Regions from separate parts of the Mus musculus genome. Here region 2 is linked to region 1. The links are chromatin contacts, called in public promoter capture Hi-C maps. All regions are on one chromosome and are shown on one strand. Each heading gives the region's core, a stretch centred on a gene start, on an enhancer-like site or on the middle of the called end of the contact. The rest is flanking DNA. Distances are from core to core; before and after follow the strand shown.

Region 1 (5,741 bases), core at 354-2,853:
TGTCCCTCTGGAGAAGTCCCATCTTGGCTTCCCATAGGGGACAGCAGTGATGAGCCATGGCCACAGAAGCTCTAATGAGGCAGAGGGATGGAACCAGTAGACCATTAGGAGTAGGGGTTCAGGCTGTGCAGCCATGCCTAGCCCCCTTGGTTCCCAGCTGGGCTTTTGGCAGTCTGTCCCCGGCTGTTTAGCATGGTGACCCAAGCAGCCTGTGATTTACTAACTGTTTTACAAACATTTCCTCACCCTGGGAGGTTTGATGTGCTCCTAGCCCTCCTCAGCTCAGCTGAGCCTCCTCGGGAGCCAAACCTGCCTTTGTTTACAACTATAACGGAAATTTTCACAGAGGGGAAGAAGCGCTCCATGCTCTCCAGCATTTTATTTTTAAGTCAACACTTTCCTCAAGTTTATTTGCACTAAACCAAGCTCTCCTACAAGGTATCCCTCCATATTCAAATGGGAATTGCTGCAGCCTATAAATAGAAGGGAGGTCATGTGAACAGTTCAGAAGACTCAGATATCCCATGTTACGGGACCTTTACATATAGTGCAGGATTTTTCAAAAATAATATTCCATGTTTGGATTTGTCCCTTTTTCCCACACGTATCAGACCAAGCATTATGTGAAAAACTTGAATTTGGGAAACTTGAAGTGGAATCTTTCAAACCCAAAATACCCATGTTAAAAATAACAAGATTGGTTGCTGTGACTTTCTTAAAAGCAGGATTTATAGCTGTTTCATTAAATATTTCTAGAATATAATTGCTTTGAAAACACAGTGGCTTGTTTCCTCCCTTCAGGTCTACTTCCCACCATATCAGTTCGTCTTTTCGTCAGCTGAGCGTGGAAACTAGTAAATTTTTTAAATTTGAAAAAAAAAGTCAGGCTGATAGAAGAGAGTATTAGGAATGCTGAGTCCCTCTGAAATCAAGGCCCAAGCCTGAAAGGAGGGAGTGGGCACTGAGACATAGACTGCCAGCCACCTGCCTCAGCTCTTCAGGCCACTGTTCCAAAAGCAACAGCTACACCTGGCTTTCTCTTCAATTCACAAAACTTGGAAATATGAAAAGACGTGTGATGTTTTTCTCTTTTCTGCCTTAAAGGGGGGGGGGAGGGGCAAGCAACAAAACAAACAGCAAATTCTCTCTTCCCGCCTTCCCAAGGCAGAGCAGTGTTGCCTAAGAGCCATGCAGCCAGAGGGGAAAAGTGGTTTAGGAAGGAAGGAAAATTTGTTTTATTTCAACAAATCCAGCTGGTCTTCTGGTGGGCCCCACACAGTGAGCAGCTATAGAACTGTCCATTGGCCAACAAGACCACGAGAGAGAGAGAGAGAGAGAGAGAGAGAGAGAGAGAGAGAGAGAGAGAGAGAGAACGTTCTGGAGAAGGCCAGTAGAGGGAAGTGGCAGACAAACACCATAGGTGATCCTGTGTGATCCTCAGGAACTGGTGCCGTGGCCGAAACAGCTCCCCAGCAGGAACGTTGATGACCTTGACATACGGGGAACAAATTGCTGTTGGTGATTACTCCCACATGCTGTCAGGCCTGCCCCGCTTTGGGCCCAGTGAGAGCCAGGCTATGCCTCTTTCCTGTTCTTAAGCCCTTGGCAAGCAGGCACAGCCTGCTCTGCCCAGTATTAAAGTGGGAAATGGAAAGTTGCTAGTGCTCTACGCTCACCTCTTCTTAGCCCATAGCTGAGTAGGTTCATGGTCCCTGAGCCCTCAGTCTGTGCTCATATTCGGGAGCAGAGGATCAAAGGAGAAAGGAGTTATTCTCCCAAAGCTCCTGGCAATCTCTCCCCAGCAGACCAATAGAATTTGGACTTCTTCCCCACTGAAGAGTCAATTGAGATGTGCACCTAGTACAATCCTAACTTCTGGCTCCCTTTAGCTTCTGTAGGATGTGTTCCTGCATTTGTGTAGTTCATTCTTTCTAGCACTCCTAATGGTAGGCACTTCCTAAATGTGTCAGATGACCAGGTGACTAAACAGGTGAGTCCTGTGTAGATCAAGATGCCATCTCAGCCAGACTCCAAATAATTACAACAGAGTCGCTGCTTCTAAAACAGGACCCCAAACTGTTCAATGCACAAAGAGTTCGGTCCTGCTTCCTTCCCTATCCTCGCCCTGTTGTATCAGTGGTTCTGTCTCCTGTGTTCCTCATCCCTGCTCTTCAGTGCACATGTCTGCTCTGCTCATCAGCAGTAATGGGTAACGCACAGGCACAGGCGTGTCCAGTCATCGACTGCTCACCATAGCACTTAGTGTAGTAGTCATTGTTACTGTTCTGACAGATGGGAGCCAATTCAAGATTATGAATATGGGCAACACAACCCTTAGTCTTGTTCCCGGTTGCTAGCCCAGGAGCACCCACAGTCCTCTGTCCTATAGAGTGCTGTTCATCCTTGTGCTTCATAAACACAATTACAGTGACCACCCTCAGGAATATTTCCTTGTGGCTTTTTCTTTCTTTTTTAAAAGGATTTATTTATTATTGTACATGAGTACACTGTAGCTGATTTCAGACGCACCAGAGGAGGGCGTAAGATCTCATTACAGGTGGTTGTGAGCCACCATGTGGTTGCTGGGGTTTGAACTCGGAACCTTTGGAAGCCCACTGAGTTCTCTCTGCAGACACATGGCACACATCCGACGGAAGTGCTCCAGGAGCAGCTTTGTTGCTACAGACAAAATGCTAAAAGAAACAGAAAGAAAGAAACAGCAGAGAACAACCACATGGCATCTCCCATGGACCCCCGGGTCGATCCTTTAGATGTTTAATGTGTATTCTCAACAAGGGATACCCCGAGTAATACCTCACCTTCCAGACTGCACCCGTGTTAAACATGTGGGCTCCTGTTCCATCCCTCCGAAACCAGCAGCTGCTCCCAGCTTGCCAACCCCAAGTAAACATCGCCTGTGTAGAAGGGTGAGTCTGGGGAGGTTAAGTAAAAACCCAAAAGCTGTTTGAGGAAGAAGCAGGAAAAAAAAAATGTAACAACAACAAAAGGCCACCCCGAAACAACAACTAGTGAAGAAAAAGAAAATTCCATTCTGATAAGCATGTTTTCCTGCCTTGCTTATGTTGTGCTGTGGAGTACAGATGGCCCAAGAGTGACATCAATTTTAAAAGGTTTGGAGGCGACCTTGTCTCCTTACTGTGTACTGAAAAACCATGCGATTGTCTCAGTTACGGTGATTATTTAATAGAATGTAATTATCTGAATAATTCATTTATTTGACTACTCGTCTGTGTCCTCCAGTCACAGAGGCCAGAATGCCAAAGATCAAGTAGACTGGGAAAATGGGAAAATTCTCATTATAAAGACGAAGGGTGGAGGGAAAGGATGGAATAGTTGGAATTTCAACGCAGTGGTTTCTATTTATCTGAAATGTCAAGGGCAGTGTAAAATGTATTTTTAAAATGTGTTGCTGTATGGTTTGTGCCCATTCTTGGCGTGGCTATGGCTCTACAGAGGCCATTGTTCCTTGAGGAATATGAGGGGGTGTCTTTGTCCAAAGTGACAAAGAGAGGGCTGAGAAGACTGGGCCTCCTTTGTTCCTGTGCGGTGCTGTAAAAGTTGGTTTGAAATTAGGACCTCAGGGAAGGACCTTCAATAGAGAGCTTTCATTTCCTGCCAGCATTTTAATCACTGTGGGGTTTAAAGTGGATGGCCAGCCAGCATAATGGCCCTATGTTTAATAGAACAGCTTGTATTTTGAAGGCCAGTGAAGGGGTCTGTCATCCGCCCAATATTCATCTTCTGTTTCCTGTCCATTTACGAAGACCGCCCACCCTTTTAGGTGGCTCCCTTGCACCATTTTGTAGTGGAACTACTGCGGTTCCTTCTTAAAGAGGCTGAGCTGGGGTGAAAGCAATGCAGCCTGCATTTGAGGCAGGATGGGTGCTAATGAGACCCAGGGTTGGTAGCTGTCCCTGTCAGTTTCAAGAAGAAAGAGTCAGATTTTGCCAAAATATAGAATAGTAGAAAGGCTAAACTGTAACCCTGTCTCATCAGAACTATCAGCACCCATTGATTCAGTAGGTGTAAAATCATTGCTACGGGGGAAGGAAATGTCCAGGAAGAGGAGGGGTCCCTTTGTGCAAGGGCATGTGCAGTGTCTCTCTTATGGTGGCTTGTTGATTCTCGAAGTGTCCCTCAGGGAGCCATATAGAAATGTTCCCTCAGAGTGTGTTCAGTTATATTCAGTACTCTTTAAAGAGTGAATGCTGGGGATAAGCTTTGAAAAAAAGAGCTAGCATTAGAAAGGCAACACTTATAAATATGTACAATATCATGAACCTATAACCTAGCTAGTAGAGAGGGGAAGGCAGGAGTATTATAAGTTCAGAGACAGCCTAAGCTACAAAAGAAGACCTATTCTCAAGAGAAAAAAAGCCAAGAGGTAATAGTGCATCGCCCAGCATTCAGGAGGCATAGGAAGGTAAATGGCCAAGTTTGAGACCAGCCCAGTCTATAGAGTGAGTTCACTGTGTTCACAGAGAAACCTTGTGTCAGAGAGAGAGAGAGGGAGAGGGAGAGGGAGAGGGAGAGGGAGAGGGAGAGGGAGAGGGAGAGGGGGGAGAGAGGGAGGAAGGGAGGGAGGGAGGGAGGGAGGGAGGGAGGGAGGGAGGGAGGGAGGGAGGGAGGGAAGGAGGGATGGGTTAGTTGGGTAGAAGCACATGCCGCCATGCCTGGTGAGCTCAATTTGATATCTGGGACTCCTGCAAGTTGTCCTCTGACCTCAACTGTAACACTGCTGTGGTGTGTGTGCATGCATCTGTACGTACATATATACATGCAGTGTAGTAGAAAATTAAAAGAGGAAAAATCTGAATGTCTTCATGCCTTGTGGCCAAGAGTCAGATAAGCAAAAGCCTCAAAGCCACTAAATCAGGGTGTTGAACACTAACTAGTCACTGAACGTTCTCCCCGGCCAGCAGCTGCTGTTAAAGAGGATCATAAGGTGTTTTTCTAGCTGAGTAATTACATACTGACTGCCTGGAGCCAAAGGACCTTCTCAGCTCCTAGTGCCCCAAGCCATCCCTCATCCAGAAGTACTGAGGGACATGGAGACTCCACTTTCCAGGACTTCCTTCTTTCCTGGTCAAGACGGGTTCCTCACAGGTGGATGAAGTGGTGTGCAGCCCTCATTCCTCAAAACCAAAAGGATTTTCTCACTGCCTATCATGGGTCATCGGCTCCCTGCCTTCAGGCCTCCTTACCCTGAAGGAGAGAGGGCGAGGGTCAGTGAGGAGACCTTCTCTGTCCTCAGAGGACAGGGAGTGATTTTAACATCCCCTCAGCTCCCCTGTGCTTTCTCTTCTCTGTAATCAAAAGGCCTTACTTGCTCTGCTGTCATTCAGTTGGTCACTCATTGTATTTGTGGCTGAAGGCTGTTGGAATACAGTTTTAGGGTATGAATGAGATGGTTGCACAAACATAGGATGTAAATCCAATTTCCCAGCAGCCATGGACAAACCTTGCTGTGGCAACTCAGCCCTGTAATCTCAGCAACGAAGTGAAGTGGCATACATAGGGGGATTGCTGGGGCTTTCTAGCCACTAGCCTTGCCCCGAACTGGCAAGCTTCATATTCAGTGAGAGACTTCATAGGGAACAAGGCAAAGAACAGCCAGTGAAGACTTTCAGTTTCTTCCTCTTGGCGCATGTATGCCATGTGTATGTTTATATCCTCATACACACATATATACCACATACATATGCATACATTGTAAGGAT
Region 2 (5,968 bases), core at 2,419-4,918, 150 kb before region 1:
CAAGTGACAAGTTGGAGCTGAGTGGAACAGGCAGACTAGTATTGCGGTTTGACTATCTGAAGAGGAATTGTAAATCTGGTGTTGGTAATGTTAGCTTACAAAATGGTTAAAATATGAAGAAAGACGAGAAAAAGAAGAGTGGGTTCACACTGTGTCAGGGTTATGTGCACGTGGGAGGTGGGAGGGGTCCCCGTGCTCCACGGTGGATGGCGTGGGAGCTGGGAGGCGACGAGGAAAGGGAAGGGATTTCCGGTTCATTGGAAGAGCTGCTCACTTGGGCTCAAGTGTTTGTGCAGGTGAGAATTTCTCAAGCCACAATGAGGCACCAGAGAGAAGTATTTCAGAGTGGACAGAGGAGTCCTGAGGGCATGGCTCCTCCTGGTGACTGCAGAAGAGACCAGCTTTTCATGTTCAGTGTCAAGGTCTATCCTGGGTAGCAAACGATTTATCGCTTTTCATTCTAGCATTGACACGGCACGGGATGAAACAGCTTCACCTTTTATAAAAGTCATAGATGTGGAAAAAAGATCAGGTGTCTGTCGTATAGATAGATGAATAGGACATTCCTGCAGTCACCCAGGCCCTCACAGTCGAGGGTCCCAGGAGGCTAGGGCTTTCTCCCTTGCAGGTGTGCTGCGTCCAAGGCTGTTGTCGAAGAACCCCATGCTTCTAGTGCTCAAGGACATTCTACAGCACAGAGGTTAATTCATAAATGCACCTTTGCAAACTTGGAGCTAGCCATCTAGATCTTGATTTCATTCTAATATTTGTAAAATGTGCTAAATTTATACCATTTATTTATTTATTTGCTTACAGTTTTATTTCAGGATTTGTTGGTTATTTAGGGAGCTATAATTGAGCATCAGTTTCCTGTTTGTTTTCCTTAACTGGTGTGTGTAAGCACCTGTTTTCAAGCTGGGAATGAAAATGCATTCGAGTACAAAGGGTTTCTCTTCCTCATCAGGAACTGCTGATGTGGCCTTCTACACCACGCTCCAGCCTCTCTGTGCCCTTGAGATCTGGTGCTCGTTCCCAGCTGAAGGAAATGCATCTTTGACACTTCTCATGACCTGAGTCATGATGCTGAAATAGAGCCAGAAAATATTCTTAACAGTCATGGGTAATAAGCAGGAAGGCTTCCGTTAGCAGTGGAGGAGGGTGAAGGGCCAGAGAACAGTAGTGCCTGGGGCCTGGGGGATGTGCAGAGAAGAAAGGCTACCATTTAAATTTTGAATCTTTAATTTTTTATTATTAAGAAAGTTGGTTATATTTTCTAGTTATATTTGTTATTCAACACAACATATGTATTTACTATTTTTAAAAATTGTTTTTAAGAAATTGTCTCGTAGCCCAGGCTGTCCTTAAAATTCCTATGTAGCCAAGGGTGACCTCAATCTTTGATCCACCAGCTTCCTCCTGAGGAGTACCAGGATTCAGGTGTTGTCACCGTGTGAAACTTCCGATTTTAAAATGTGATTGTCCCTCAGAAGGAATGGTTAAAAAAACTCATATTGTTCATATTAGTTTTCCATGTGTTACTTAGTACTGTTTTTATAGGGTTTTATGCTGGTACTTCTCTGCAGTCTCTGAACTTGGGTAATAGAGAAAGGAGGGTTTCCATGAATTCAAGGTCATACTGGGAAAATGTTCAAACAAACTTGCTAACTGCATAAAGAAAAACAAGGTATATTTTATGGATTGCAGCTAATTCAGTGCACAGTGTGGTTGCTTGTTTGTTTGTTTGTTTTTGCTTCTGACTGAATTCCTGATACTTTTATACATCATATGTGTACCCATGTAAATGAGGTAGTATTTTGTAAATCTACCTCCTCTGTGTCATGGTACAAATCAATTGTGAGATAAGGATGAAGAGTAGGTGCTCAGGGCTACTGAGGCTGGCTGCTGAGGTGGGATGCTGCGCCTGTGCCGTGCTTGTGCCCGACTGCTCTCAGGGATGTCAGACTCTGATGTTTTGAAATAATACAGTTTTTATCTTTGAACGGAGCTTGCTTCAGAGGCAAGTGCAGTGTCCCAGGGTGCTCCATTTGGTTATTTCAAGATGGATTATTGCTGTGTAGCCCTGCTGGCCTGGTACTGGCTGTTTAGCCATTGCTTGCTTCAATTCAAGGCAAGTCTGCCTCAGCCTTTCAAGCGCTAGTGTGATATGCTGGAACTGCAACTTGGGGCAGGAATTTGAATCTTAGGGGAAAAGGCTCAGAATCTTTTCTCTTTGTTCTTTATTTATGTGAAGAATATGCATCATGTTTAGAGGGTGTATAGTCACTCTCTGTCTGTCTCACTTTTTCCATGAATATCCATATAAATATTGGTCATTTTCTGGGTTTTCAATGAACTCTGTTGAGTGGGTACCATAGTCTAATCTTAATGTTAAACAGTGAGTGTGAGCTCTTAAACCATTTCTCTGGTCGCACAGTGTAGGGTGCTCTGAGATAATAAACTGAAGGAGTGAAGGAACGTGCCACGGTTTTTATTCATTTGATATTAACTTGTTTGTTTGTGTGGTCATGAATAGATCACTTACTTAAAAGTTTTTTACTAGCCGGGCATGGTGGCGCACACCTTTTATCCCAGCACTCTGGAGGCAGAGGCTGGCGGATCTCTGAGTTCGAGGCCAGCCTGGTCTACAGAGTGAGTTCCAAGACAGCCAGGGCTACACAGAGAAACCCTGTTCTCGTAAAACCGAAATAAATAAGTAAATAAACGTTTTTTATTAATGTTAAAATGTTGTTCAATTTTTTTTTTTAATTCAGTAGAATTTCTCCCATTTTCTCTTTTGTGTTCTTTTCTCCCTCTGTGTACTAGAGCCATGTAGCCATCCCAGCTCCTTGGTACAACCCCCTGGCAGCCTTATTTCTCCCTACTTCTCCTCACCCCTCATTCTAGCCACAAACTGCCCTTTTAGAGTAAATTATACTTACTGTACATACAAGCTTTGTAATAGTGACTTTCTTTTTAAATTTTACTCTTATAAATCAGGCTCCTAAATCCAAAATTCATTTTAGCTTCCAGGAAGTACTTGTATTACACATTAAAATAGCATACAGTACTTTAAGAGTAAGGAACAGGTGAGGATATTCTGAGAATCAGGAGAGAACAGCTAGAGAATTAACTGTTGTGCTATTGACACAAGTATAATGTGTTATGTATAAATATATGTTCAAAACAGTCACATGATGGCAGACCACCAATTCTCTTGGAGGTATACTTTTAATTCTCCTTGACACTGGAGAACACCAGATGGTGAGTTCTGGACCATTCTGTGTGCTGTAGCAGAACATCACTAATAACTGTCTCCACCTGAAAAACATGGATTGTTTTCCTCCTCTGTACCCGTAGTGGTTACTGTGGTACCAGGAAGCTTTCTTAGAAAAAGCAACCAATGCTTTTGCTAGATTTCTGTTGCAATGTTTTGTCATCTGCTGCCTTCCCAAGGAGCAACAATCACAGCAATAAGAACTGCAGTTGGGATCATCCTTGGAGATTCTGCCTCTGTTTAAGTCCGCGCAGTTGTTTGGTAAAGCGTGTCCAGCCTCCATGTCCAGAGCTAATTTTCTTTCCTTCCATCTCCTGCTGAGATCCCAGGCCTGTGCAGCCTGGTCTGCGGGTCAGAAGGCACTGTCTCACACCAGGGCGCTGCTGTTTCCTTTTCCTACTGAGTAGATTGCAGAATATACTGGAACATGCCTGAGAAAAGGTCAGAAAGAAGGCTGAGAGTCCAGGAACTGCAGCTGGGAAGCTTGTCATCCTCATCTGTGAGGGAAAGGAGGCGGGCTAGGGGCCTGAGGGAGGGAGAGCAGAGCTGGAGGGAGGGAGGGAGGGACAGACACTCCCTTTCTGACCAAAAGCAACCCATATACTAGAAATTCCAGTTTGTACTGAGCACTTAAAAAAAATAAATATACATATATATGTTTTAAAGGATTTTATTTGATTTTGATTAAATAATAGTTGAGATTTAGTTGAGAATGCTTTAATGTTAAATTAGACCACAAGCAAGAGCTAAGCATGCTTTCTAGCTTTGCAGAGCTCAGCTATCCAGTGATTGTTTTAGGACAAGCTACCATTGTATTCTTTTTAACAGAGTCAAGAAGTCAACTTTTCAACTCCAGAATTAACTTAAAACTCTTTGGTAAATTTTGCTGCTTTATACCCGCCAAGTCCAGGGCCGGATAGTAAAAGCAGACCGGCAGTTTTGCTTTTGTGTGGGACGGACTGTGCGCATGCGCAGAGGCTCTGAGCGCTTCTTACCCAGCTTTCCTCTGGGACTGGGTAGACAGGAGGACGCTTGTACGCTGTCCTCAGAATAGCGAGAGTGTTGGGAGGAGGATGGAGATGAGGAAATATTGGGAGAAAGGATGTTTCTATAGGGTTGGGAGTGCCAGGAACCCGCGAGTTTGGGTTTGAGGGGTACCCTTGTTATTTTAATTTCCAAATACAATTTCCATTACTTGCAGCCAGGAGCTTGATGGGGTGAGAAGCAGAGCCCCTCAACTGTGGCAGATCCCTTTAGTCTGTGGAGATTGATGAAAACGGACTGGACTGAGGCATCTGGTTTGCTGAGACATGGATGGTGTCTGTCATAAGCCCTTTTAAATAGCCTGCCTGATGCCTGATGTGGGTTAGGGCCCTATGTCTAAGGAGCACAGGAAAACCCAGAAAACTGCAGACCTCCTAACTATGCTGTCCCATGGGCACGCTAATTTGCTCTTGTAAAGGAATCTTAACATCTCTATGCCTGTTTGTCCTCGGATCCCCAGTGACCTCCTAAGAGGCTCACCGGACACCCCATTGTTCGTTGTCTGTGTTCTTTCTCACAGCCCTCTTTCTTAAGGAGTCTTTCTAAGGCTCCCACTCATGACCACGTGTATCTCACGCTTCTGCTAACCTGGCACGGGTTTTCGGCTGTCTCCCACTCTGAGTTCCCCCTTGCAGGAGATTCCAGAGCTGTGACTGCTGCACATCATGCTTGGTGGTTTTCTTTTCCTTACTTCATGGTGTGATTGGGCAGCAAAGAGGATCAGGAGGAGCGATGGCCTCATTCATTTGTTCATTCGTTTCCTCTCACGTGTCCTGAAGAAGTCCATGCACAGAGTATGCTGATAGTAGCTCTAGCGTTCAGCAGAATGTGAAGTGCTCAGCACTTTCGGGGTCTTGCTTCCCTTAGAAATGTCTCGTGCTTGGCAGTTTGCCTCGTTCACATGTTCTCACTTCCCTGCATCCAGAAGCTGGGAATCCAGTCCTGGCAGCTTCTGCACAGAGGCTAAAGATAAAGCAGAAAGGAGCCAAGCTTCCTCCCACATTACCTGGGAGTTGCTGTTGATGGCTTTTCCACAAATGTCCGGGTTTGTCAAAGCCCAGTAAATCTTGGAAAGTTTATTTTCCTTGTAGCATCTGTGTTTTATAATGGGTCTTTTAATTTGTTTTTACTCTGTCTGCAGGGATTTCTTTTGTCCGGAGTTTTCAGACTCTTGGCTTTTTTTCCTTTCCTGTGGAAGTGAGTCCGTTAATGATGACTGGTTTGGGAATATGACGCTCTGCAAACCTGACCTGGGATGCCGCTCCTCCGGAGCAGCCACAAAGCACGCTGGTGCTTCCCCTCTGTCCATTTTCATCCTCAACGTAATCCATTTGCCTGTGAGCTTTGTAGTATAAAATGTTTGAGGAAATGCTGTGTGGTTCCTAGCCCCCCTCACCTGCGTCTGTGGGACCTTGTGTCCGTATGAAGCATAAGCCACGTCTTTCTGTGCAAGTGGCAGGAGCCAAGAAAGACCATGTGAGGTGGTTTCCTTTCCAGAGATAGAAATTTGTTTCAGATACGCTTAGTAAGGCAGTGCTGGAATCCTGAAGCTCATGATTCTATTTCACTTTCCACTGTAAGATCAGTGACAGTAAACACAACTGAAAACAGGTCAAACCGAAGAATCAGAGCTTTCAGCATGATGAGTTT

What was found. Promoter capture Hi-C pulls out the DNA fragments that hold promoters and counts their contacts.
Region 2: a promoter capture Hi-C map of frontonasal cranial neural crest shows a contact between it and region 1. The contact joins two enhancer-like sites. A contact is called at or near these places in 7 of 39 promoter capture datasets (the 3T3-L1 cell line, the C10 cell line, cranial neural crest and 4 more), 4 of 484 Hi-C or Micro-C datasets (the N1E-115 cell line, embryonic stem cells and reprogramming fibroblasts), 6 of 115 datasets of contacts at active chromatin or transcription factors (bone marrow-derived macrophages, craniofacial prominence, embryonic limb bud and 1 more) and 3 of 9 other capture datasets (adipose tissue, embryonic stem cells and pancreatic islet).

Annotation. Positions count from the first base shown.
Region 1 is chr11:85,675,253-85,680,993 of GRCm38.p6, forward strand. All of the region lies in intron 22 of Bcas3 (breast carcinoma amplified sequence 3), which reads left to right. Among named protein-coding and RNA genes, the nearest start is that of Bcas3os1, 42 kb to the right of the region's middle. Within about 2 kb of position 1,604, at least 20 of the 459 cell types and tissues checked have an H3K27ac peak or open chromatin away from gene starts, as enhancers often do.
Region 2 is chr11:85,520,128-85,526,095 of GRCm38.p6, forward strand. All of the region lies in intron 15 of Bcas3 (breast carcinoma amplified sequence 3), which reads left to right. Among named protein-coding and RNA genes, the nearest start is that of Bcas3, 170 kb to the left of the region's middle. Within about 2 kb of position 3,669, at least 74 of the 459 cell types and tissues checked have an H3K27ac peak or open chromatin away from gene starts, as enhancers often do.